Regions from separate parts of the Ovis aries genome. Here region 2 is linked to region 1. Evidence: chromatin contacts called from public Hi-C data. All regions are on one chromosome and are shown on one strand. Each heading gives the region's core, a stretch centred on a gene start, on an enhancer-like site or on the middle of the called end of the contact. The rest is flanking DNA. Distances are from core to core; before and after follow the strand shown. Region 1 has its middle 26 kb from the start of TRIM29. Region 2 holds the start of OAF (out at first homolog).

Evidence for each region. A called contact is a pair of places that touch in the nucleus more often than the background predicts.
Region 2: a contact with region 1 is called in a Hi-C map of omental adipose tissue, with 2.7 times the contacts expected there. The contact joins the promoter of OAF here to the enhancer-like site in region 1. A contact is called at or near these places in 4 of 16 Hi-C or Micro-C datasets (blood, mixed tissues, omental adipose tissue and 1 more).

Annotation. Positions count from the first base shown.
Region 1 is chr15:30,452,452-30,457,105 of ARS-UI_Ramb_v3.0, reverse strand. No RefSeq gene overlaps it. Among named protein-coding and RNA genes, the nearest start is that of TRIM29, 26 kb to the right of the region's middle. Within about 2 kb of position 3,140, at least 4 of the 54 cell types and tissues checked have an H3K27ac peak or open chromatin away from gene starts, as enhancers often do.
Region 2 is chr15:30,499,310-30,503,880 of ARS-UI_Ramb_v3.0, reverse strand. It overlaps OAF (out at first homolog), which reads right to left and starts at 2,415. Exons shown (of 4, transcript XM_027979327.2): 1 at 1,870-2,415. The coding sequence starts at 2,136.

The DNA.
Region 1 (4,654 bases), core at 1,891-4,390:
GGCTCTCCCCGTCAAGGATGTGGTTTGATGACTGTCCAAGGGCCTGCAGTTAGCTTGGGGGCAAGCTGGCTGTTCCTGGTTTGCTGGGCCACAGGGCGAAATCCAGCCTACAACGGCTCCAGGTGGCTACCACTTCCTGATGTGGCTTCCGCAGAGAAAGCAGAGAGTCTGCCTCCTTTGGTTGATGGCAAAGGTGTTTGAGGGGTGTGTGGAGAGGGGGCTGGGAAGCACAGCAGGGCTGGAACTGACGTCATTCGGCCAGGCTGCTTGGGAAGAAGTCATATCCCAACCCCTCGGGAAGGCATTGTGGGGAGAGCCCTGCCAGCCCATTAAAGCCCCTGTAATTCAGGCCGTCTGCCACCCGCCACCCCCCACCCTCCACCATAAAACCAGCCAGTCTCCTCCAGAGTCTGGTTCTCCAGATGGCCTTAGAACCTAATCAGAGCCAGACCGCTCCCTGGCCCCTTCAGTCTGGTTACAGCCTTTGGCCATCTTGGCTTCCAGCCCCTTTAACCCCTTCTTCCCTGGCTTCCTTCCTTCTTCCGGGATCTCTGTTCTGCAGAGCCTTCACCACCCACTCCCCCAGATGAGGGTCACACAGAGGACCCCATTCAAAGCCAAGTGTGATGTCTTGAGAGACTCTATTAATAGGTTGGGATGAGAGGCCAGAGCTCCTCCCCTCGGGAAACCCCTGACTTGCCGTGTGGCTTCTGGAAAGTCATTTAACCTTGTGGAACCTCAGTTTCCCTATCTTTGGCAACCAACATTTACATTTTAATAAAGAGCTTTCAAAAATGTTTTTTACCTGCAGAGCCTCATTTAATCTTTCAAAAGATAATTATGCTCTTTTAATTACCCTCACAGGGAGAAGCTCATGAGAACGTGGGTTGTGGAGACTAGGAGGGAATATGTGGGTGACCAGTTACTCTGCCAGGCTGGGGAGGGGTCCCCACAGCAGGTGTCATGAGCCTCTCTGCAGGACGGTCAAGGCCTTCTGGGGGAGCGGGTGTGTGCTCAGTAGCTCAGTTGTATCTGACTCTTTGCAATCCCATGGAATGTAGCCCACCAGGCTCCTCTCTCCTTGCGTTTTCCAGGCAAGAATACTGGAGTGTGTTGTCATGGGAGGGGGCAGAATTTCCTAAAAGTTGTTCACCCTTGAGGAGGTCATACAGCATCCAGGGGGCCACAGTATGTGAGTCCACACAGAAAGTGACCTCCAGGCCACTCAGCTTAACCCAACGGAGTGAGGCATGGGTAGTGACAGGCCTTGTGCTTGCAGGCAGTCACAGCCCATCTCCTCCGAAGACAAAACAGGAGGAAAGACACTAGATGGATTGAGGTCAGACTCAGGAAAGTGAAAACATTAGTCCTATCCGACTCTTGGTGACCCCGTAGATGATGTAGCTCACCAGGCTCCTCTGTCCATGGAATTCTTCAGGCAAGAATAGCGGGTAGGTTGCCATTCCCTTCTCCAGGAGATCTTCCTGAACCCAGGGATCAAATCTGGGTCTCCTGCATTTCAGGCAGATTCTTTACCAATGAGCCACAGGGAAGCCCCTCAGACTCACCAAGTGAAAGTGAAAGTGAAGTCGCTCAGTCGTGTCCGACTCTTTGCCACCCGTGGACTGTAGCCCACCAGGCTCCTCTGTCCGTGGGATTCTCCAGGCAAGAATACTGGAGTGGGTTGCCATTTCCTTCTCCAGGGGATCTTCCCGACCCAGGGATCAAACCCAGGTCTCCCACATTGCAGGCAGACGCTTTAACCTCTGCGCCACCAGGGAAGCAAAATCTCCTATAGAGACACAGAACTTCAGATCCAAGTACTAACATCAAAGATTTCAAGGGAGGAAAGGAAGCCAGGTTGAAAGAAGAAGGGGGAGGAGGCAGGAGGGGGGGTGAAAAGGGTGGTCTTACAGACGTCTCCTGCCACCTAAAGATACTCAGGCGTTATGGGACTTTTCCCTGGGCCTTCAGAGAAGGGAGGACTGGAACTTGGCCCTACCAGAAATCAGACCAGACCAGAACCAGAATTCAAGTTCTCTGCCAAGAGGAGGTGATCAGTTTCCAATCTTCAGCTCAGGTTGAGGGCCCTTCGACCAGATTTCTGCGTCCAGGACGGGAGGACTAGAAAAACAGAGAAGGATAGGAAGGGTTAAGGAGAGGAAAGGGAGAGGGAAGGGGAGAGGGGTCAGTAAAGTCTCTTGTTCCTTACCGGTCGGGACACTTTGGCCAGTTGTCCGCGTCAGGAGGAGATCAGGGACAAAAGGGTCCCAGTTGCAGCCGCTGGGTCTGGTCCATTGGCAGGCAAGCTGGCCCTTGAGTGCCCCGAGTGGTCAGGATGTCAGTCTCAGCGAAGAAGAGTCCCCGCCAGAGTCGCCATTTGTTGTAGGAAGGGGGACCCCTTCCAGGTCCTGAAACTGGGCTCTTGTCTAACACTCGGAAATGAATTGTCCGAGGAGACACATGTGCTCACCAAGGGCGCTGTCAAAGGGAGCCTCGACAGCTGGTTGAGCAGGGCTGTGGCGACACCCTGTGGTGGGAATGAGGAACCACAGTTTGGTTCCCTGGGCTTGCTGATAGGATAAAGCGGAGACACGCTTATTTGAGTTCACACCTGTGCTGGACAGGTACTTTCCCCAGCTAACTCTTGCATCTCTGAACCGCCCGCTCCTGTGTTCACTCTGATGTTCAATTATATCGCCTCTCTCCTCAGCTTTAAGACAGCCTTCCCTGGGCCAAGTGCAGGGAGGAGAGTGAGGATTCAGTCATCACCACTCCACAGGCCAGAGCTAATGACCAGCAGGAGGGATTGCAGTTAGATACCAAAGGGACTTACTGGGTGGAAGATGGCTCCATGGTGGAAAAATCCTTCTGCCTAGGTCAAGTTTGGTGACAGAAGGTAAAGGAAGGGGACAGGCTGTTTCCTAGGGTGTGGAGATGACCACCTCCAGCTGGTCCCTTTGCCAGTGGCCTGACACAGCTGCTCTGATGGATGAGGTGCACACAGCAGGCCATGCAGGCATTGCCTACCTAGTCCTCAGCCCTTACATGTCAAGGCCAAGCTCTTCTCAGCACCTTGGTGTAGCTTCCTCCTCCAGAGTCCTTGCACCACAGGCTTGCTAAGGACGCTGACTCAGGCTGGGAGCTGACTGGGAGGGGTGAGCTGGGTGTCTTACACTGGGTGAGGGTAAGGCTGCTGAGCTGTGTGGGTTGTGGGTCACAGTAACAAGACTAACATTCACCATGCCCTCTCCTGTGCCAGCAGCTGTGTGCCCACAATCCCTCACGGTGACCCTATGCAGTCGCTCTGTTATTTCCTCCACTTTACAGATGAGAGAGTGAGACACAGAAATTAAGGAGCTGGCACCAAGCCACACAGCTGGAAGATGGTGGGGTCACGATCTGAGTGCCCAGCCCGCACGTGTCACCATTACACCTGCCTACCAGATAGGATGGGTGGGCTGGACCAGGAGTGGGGCTGCGGGGTCAGCAGAGGCAGAGCTGGAGCAGGAGAGGGGGCTCCAGCTCTCGGTGGGCAGCGGGGTCTTGGGGAGATGGGAGTGGGCTGCAAGAGAGGGAAAGGCGGCCGAGGCACTGGGTCCCCCGAGAGAGGCTGAGCACTCTAGCTCAGAAGGGCTGGAGGTGGTACAGTCTCACCGGCCCAAAAGCAGAGTTCCCACCTGTGGGGAGGACACACCCATGTTCCAAGAATGAGTTACAGGTGTTTTAAGACAGACCTCTCCCCCATCCCATCCTCCAGATGGTCGCAGGTTTCTGGGGCACCTGCTGCCCCTCCCCCAGCATGGCCTCTGGCTGGAAGCAGCCTCTCACTTAACTTCAGTGGGCCACGCCATGCCCCACGTCATCACTTTCACACGTGCCGGGCTGTGATGAAGTTCGGAAAGCTCTGGCTTAGCCAGGAGCCCACATGGTCTCTGAATCCTTCCAGGAGCTCAGAGCAGTAGATGCTGCATCAACAGCCGCCACTACGGCTTCTCCGGTGCCAGGCACAGACAGCCATCCCTACACCGGAGGGCCTGGGTACCCTGTGCGGTGGGTGGGGTTGGGGAGGACTGGCTGCCAGGGTGGCTGTCTGCCCTGGAGTTGAACTAGTTGAAGTCCACGAAGCTCAGGGAATCTCCCGTGGGAAGCTTGTTTCCTCCATCCAGCACCTTCTAGCTGCATGATCCTGGGCAGGTGACCTCCCTGGGCCCAGATTCCTCATCAGGAAAATGAAGATAAGAACCCCCACCCACCTCCGGAGAGTACTTGTGAGCATTAAATGAGCTTTCCAGTCTTGCTTTGGGCCAGCCGATGGTTGGTGTCAGGGATGGAAAGTGAGGGAGTACACCGCGGGGCCTGTGGGCAGAGACAGGAGGGGACCCAGAGGCCGGGAAACGGACCCAGAGACAGAAACCGAGGTATTTAATGAATGAATGGGGCTGGACACAGAGCCCGTGCAAAGCGCACCACCAGTTAAAAAAAAAAAAAACAAACCCGCTGGACCTCCCTTTAGAAGAGGAACGATCCACATGCTCCCAGCGACCTGCTGGACGCCGGAGTTTAGAAGCGCCCTCTGCCTCCCTGTTCGGTTTGTCAGTCTCCTCACCCATCCCAAACTCGGGAGGCCAGACAAAACGTCCTGGAGTCTGGG
Region 2 (4,571 bases), core at 1,166-3,665, 48 kb before region 1:
GCGCAGTGGGGTAGGAGGGTGGGAGACTCCCGGGCTGGCCTGAGGCTCACTCTCAAGGACAAAGGGTTTCAGTGGCAGGTTGGAGGGGATGCTCAGACTCCTGCTTCCCCTATTTGGGTTTTCCAGGAAAAGAACAGACTTGACAAAATTCCCCTGGAGTTTAAGTAGGGAGGCAGGAGGTGTTCCTGCCCTGTCAGGTTCCCGCTCTCCACTCACACACTCACCTGCCCCTGCCTGAATTGAGAACCCAGCTTAGGCCTGCTCAGTAAGGAAGGGATCACACAGCCCTCCCAATCGCAACACTCAAGCACCCCTACCCCCACCCCACCCCCTCAACTGGTCTCCCTGCATCCCTGGTCAGTGACAGCCCAATAGTCCAGGGACAGATCAGCCGTCAAGCCCCACCTCCACTGTCTATGGGATCCCTGGCCCCTAACCTGGTATATCATCTATGGCAATGTGGCTGGGTCCCTAGGTGACTCTGCAAACTTTGCCCTGACTCCTCTCAAGCTCTGGTCTCCAAGAGGAAGGAGAGAGAGGCGGCTCAGATAGCTGCCCCAGAGCCCTGGGCTTTCCCCACTGCTGGCTGTCTCATCGGCTTCCCCTCTCCCCTTCCCTAGAGCCTCCCAGGGCCTCTTTCTACAGGAGAGGGAGGTGGGGAGCATGCTTCAGTTGATCAGGAGACTCCCTTGAGTACCACACCTCACCCACCTTCTTTCCTGCCAGGGTTCCCGCCCCTGGGTCACCGTTACTTGCTGCCCTTCCAGGCTCGCTTCCTGATAACCCTGAGCACCTCCATTCTCTACCCCACCTCACAATCCAGGGGACCAGGCCCACCTACTTGTTCCCTTCACCAAACACACACACACACACACACACACACACAGAGGAGAGGCTGGTCTTTACTCCCTTCCCACCTCGTACACACACACACGCACACACACACACACACAGAGGAGAGGCTGGTCTTTACCCCTTTCCCACCTACTTGTACACACGCGCACACACACACACACACACACACACACACACACACACACACACCCTTCCCACCTACTTGTTCCCTTCACCACACACACACAGGACAGGCTGGTCTTTATCCCCTTCCCCAGAATCTGAGCCAAAACTGAGGGTTGGTCAGCCCTTCAAGCAGGGTAAGAGGTGGCACCTCTCCCAGAGCCTGGGGACCTCACCTGGGGCCTCTCTCCAGGTCCTCCACTGCAAGTTCCCCAGACTTTCATTCCAAAGAGAAGAGGTGGCTTCTCCTTGGCCTGGGGGACACGTAGCACCACCCAGGAACCCCCTTCCCCAGCCCAGGGAAGTGAAACAAGGAGAGGTGGTACATAGACTCCAAGATGTCAGGGCTGGGAGACCTGGAGTCTCCCTCTTGTTCCTGTACAGAGGTGTGAAAGGTGGCCTAGAGAAGGAAAGGGACTTGCCCTAGGTCACAGTGAGAACCCGGGACCTCTGATGCCTGGCCCAGGACTTTTTCCTGATAAAGCCTGAGGGAATTACTCCAGAAAGGGAGACGGGGTTATTAACATTGACTCTAGTAGGGTCAGCACCTGGAGGGCGCGGGGAGACCTGGAAGAGGAAGTGCGGAGCTAGCTGGTTAGAGGGCCTCGGCGCCCAGGGTAAAAAGGTGAAAGGCCGCAAGGGAGAGTCTGAAGGGCAGCAGAGCAGTTCGTGGGGGAGAATGACGGGCGCTGGGGAGCAGGGCAAAGAGGTGTGGAGAAGACCCGCGTGACCTTGGCTAAGTCGCGTCCCTGTCCCTCTCCTGGCCCAGTTCTCTGGCCAGCAGACGGGACCCTCTCAGGCACGCAGATTTCCCCCCTCCGCCCCGCCGCCGGGCAACCGACGGTGCCTCACCTTCTTAAAGTCGGCGGTGAAGGAAATGAGAGTGCCGTCGGGCTTGCGCAGCTCCAGGCTGATGCTGTCGGCGTCGCTGTCCGCCTGCAGGCTCTCCTCGGTCACCTGGCCGTCAGGCAGCCGCACCCGCACCCGCAGCTCCGACGGCGAGCTAGCCCCGGCCCCCGCGCCCACGCCGCGCGGCGCCCCCAGCAGCGGCACGAGCAGCGGCAGGAGCAGCAGCGCGGGGGACGCCCGGGGGACCCCGCAGCGGCCGGGCGGGCGCATCCCCTGGAGCCGCCGCCGCCCTCGCGGTCCCGGCGCGCCGCGAGCGGGCAGGGAGCTGCGGGGCCAAACTTTGCCCGAACTTGGAGGCTAGTTCACGGCGCGGGGGCGCGGCTCCCCCTGGGGCTGGGGGCTCAGCCGCGGGGCGCCAGCGACGTGGCGCCGAGGCACGTGGGCTGCGCTCCGCCGCGCGCCCCCCGGCGGCTCCGAGGCGGACGCTGCGCTCCCGGGGCCGGTCCGCCTCCCAGTCCCAGCGCGGCGCCTCCCGCGGCCCCCGACTCCGGAGCTCCGAGACTGTGTTTTGCACTTTTCATTCAATCCCACCCCCCGTCACTTCCTTCAGAAAACAGAAACCACCAGGACCTGCCTTAAAGAGACCGCGCACCTCTCGGCCCTTAAAGGGCCCGCGGCGGCTCTCCCCGCGCTCGGCGGCGGGCGGGGCGGACCGGCACGGGGCTGACCGGCGCGCGGCGGCCTGGTGGGAACTGGGTTTCTCAACCGCGCTCCCTCCCCGTCGCGCCCCGGCAGCGACCGGGCTGGCCCGGGAGTTGACTCTCCTGGCAGATCCCTTCCTCCCAGCAGGGGCGGGACGGGTGACTCTTCCCCCGCCTCCCCTCCCCCGGCCCCGTCCTTCTTTTTGGCCCGTTCTTGTGCCACGTGGATGAAAGAATCGGGCTTGGTGTTTTAGGGGTTTTGTTTGGTCTTTTCAGTTTCTCCGAGGGGGCGAATTTCTACACTGCTTCTGCAAAATCGGACCTCACCTCGCGTTCAGCCTTTTGACTGCCATAGATCAGGAGAGAGAGGGGCTGAGGTTCTGCTGGCATTGACATCCGTCAGGTGTGAAATCTTGATCAGTCAGGCCGCCTCTCTGGACATGGCCCTTGAAGTATCCGCATTCTCTGAGCCCCTGCGCAGGTTCTTTTCGGTCTGGGCGCCCTTACTTTCCCCATTCACGACTTCTCCCCAGTCCTGCCCACCTCCCCAGACCCCTGTTCTCTCTCCCACCGATAGGCTGAGCAAATTCAGGAAAACAGTAGATTGCAGACCATTCTGGAGGATGTCCAGGGACTCAGGATGCGCTTGACCATCAGAGGCTTTCCCACAAGCCCACAGAAATGGGGTGCCTTGCCATGCACTCCAACAGTGAACTGGGTGAAGGCAGGAGGGATGTGGATTCCTGCTTCCTCTGATTAGCTGTGTGCTTTGGAAACATTTGAAAAGTTCTTTGGGCCTAAGTGTCCCCGGGGTAGAGCGGGTGTTGCTGAGACCTACAAAGTCCTGCCAGTTCCAGAAGAGAAAACGCCAGGAGGATGTTCAGAACCTATTGTTCCTTGATGTTCGCTTCACTTCTCTTTATTCTGTAGTCCCCTAATCTTTCCCAGATCTCTACCACAGATGTTGAATACCCTTCTCTTCAGCCTTCTTCTCATCTAGGTTTTCCCCAGCACAGGTTAGTAACAATGACAACAGGTACCCAAGCACCCAGGGACCATAAGGGTGCCAGCAGAGTTAGATGCCTTGAACTGCAGGGGGTGCCCAGAACCACTTCCTTACTATTAGCCCAGAGCTCTTCTTACTACTGGTCATGAAATTAAAAGACGCTTGCTCCTTGAAAGAAAAGCTATACCCAACCTAGATAGCATATTAGAAAGTAGAGGCATTACTTTGCTGACAAAGGTCCATCTAGTCAAAGTTATGTTTTTTCCAGTACATTCCAGTATGAATGTGAGAGTTGGACCATAAAGAAAGCTGAGCGCCAAATAATGGATGCTTTTGAACTGTGATGCCAGAAAAGACTCTTGAGAGTCCCTTGGACTGCAAGGAGATCCAACCAGTCCATCCTAAAGGAAATCAGTCCTGAATATTCTTCGGAAGGACTGATGCTGAAGCCGAAACTACAGTTTACTTTGGCTACCTGATGCGAAGAGCTGACTCATTGAAAAAGACCCTGATGCTGGAAAAGATTGAAGGCAGGAGGAGAAGGGGATGACAGAGGTTGAGTTGGTTGGACGGCATCACCGACTTGATGGAGATGAGTTTGAGCAAGCTCTGGGAGTTGGTGATGGACAGGGAAACCTGGCGCGCTATAGTTCACGGGGTTGCAAAGAGTCGGACACGACTGAGCATCTGAACTGGACTTCTTACTACACTCTGCTGCATAAATTTAAGACTGAAAAGGATTCAGAAGATTATCTAATTTGATGTTTTCCAAATTTGTTTTACGAAAAGAATCACCTAGGTGCCTATTAAAAACACAGATACCTAGATCCCTAAATCTAGTCAACCTGATTTCTTAAGAAACAGAACTGAAAATCTGCATTTTTAACAAATGCCCAGTGATGCTTGATCTCAGGGGTTGATAGCTGATAACCTGACAGAGAGTTAAGCTTAGCGGATCTAAGACAAATAGCATCTTTCCTGAGGAAACATCCTGATCC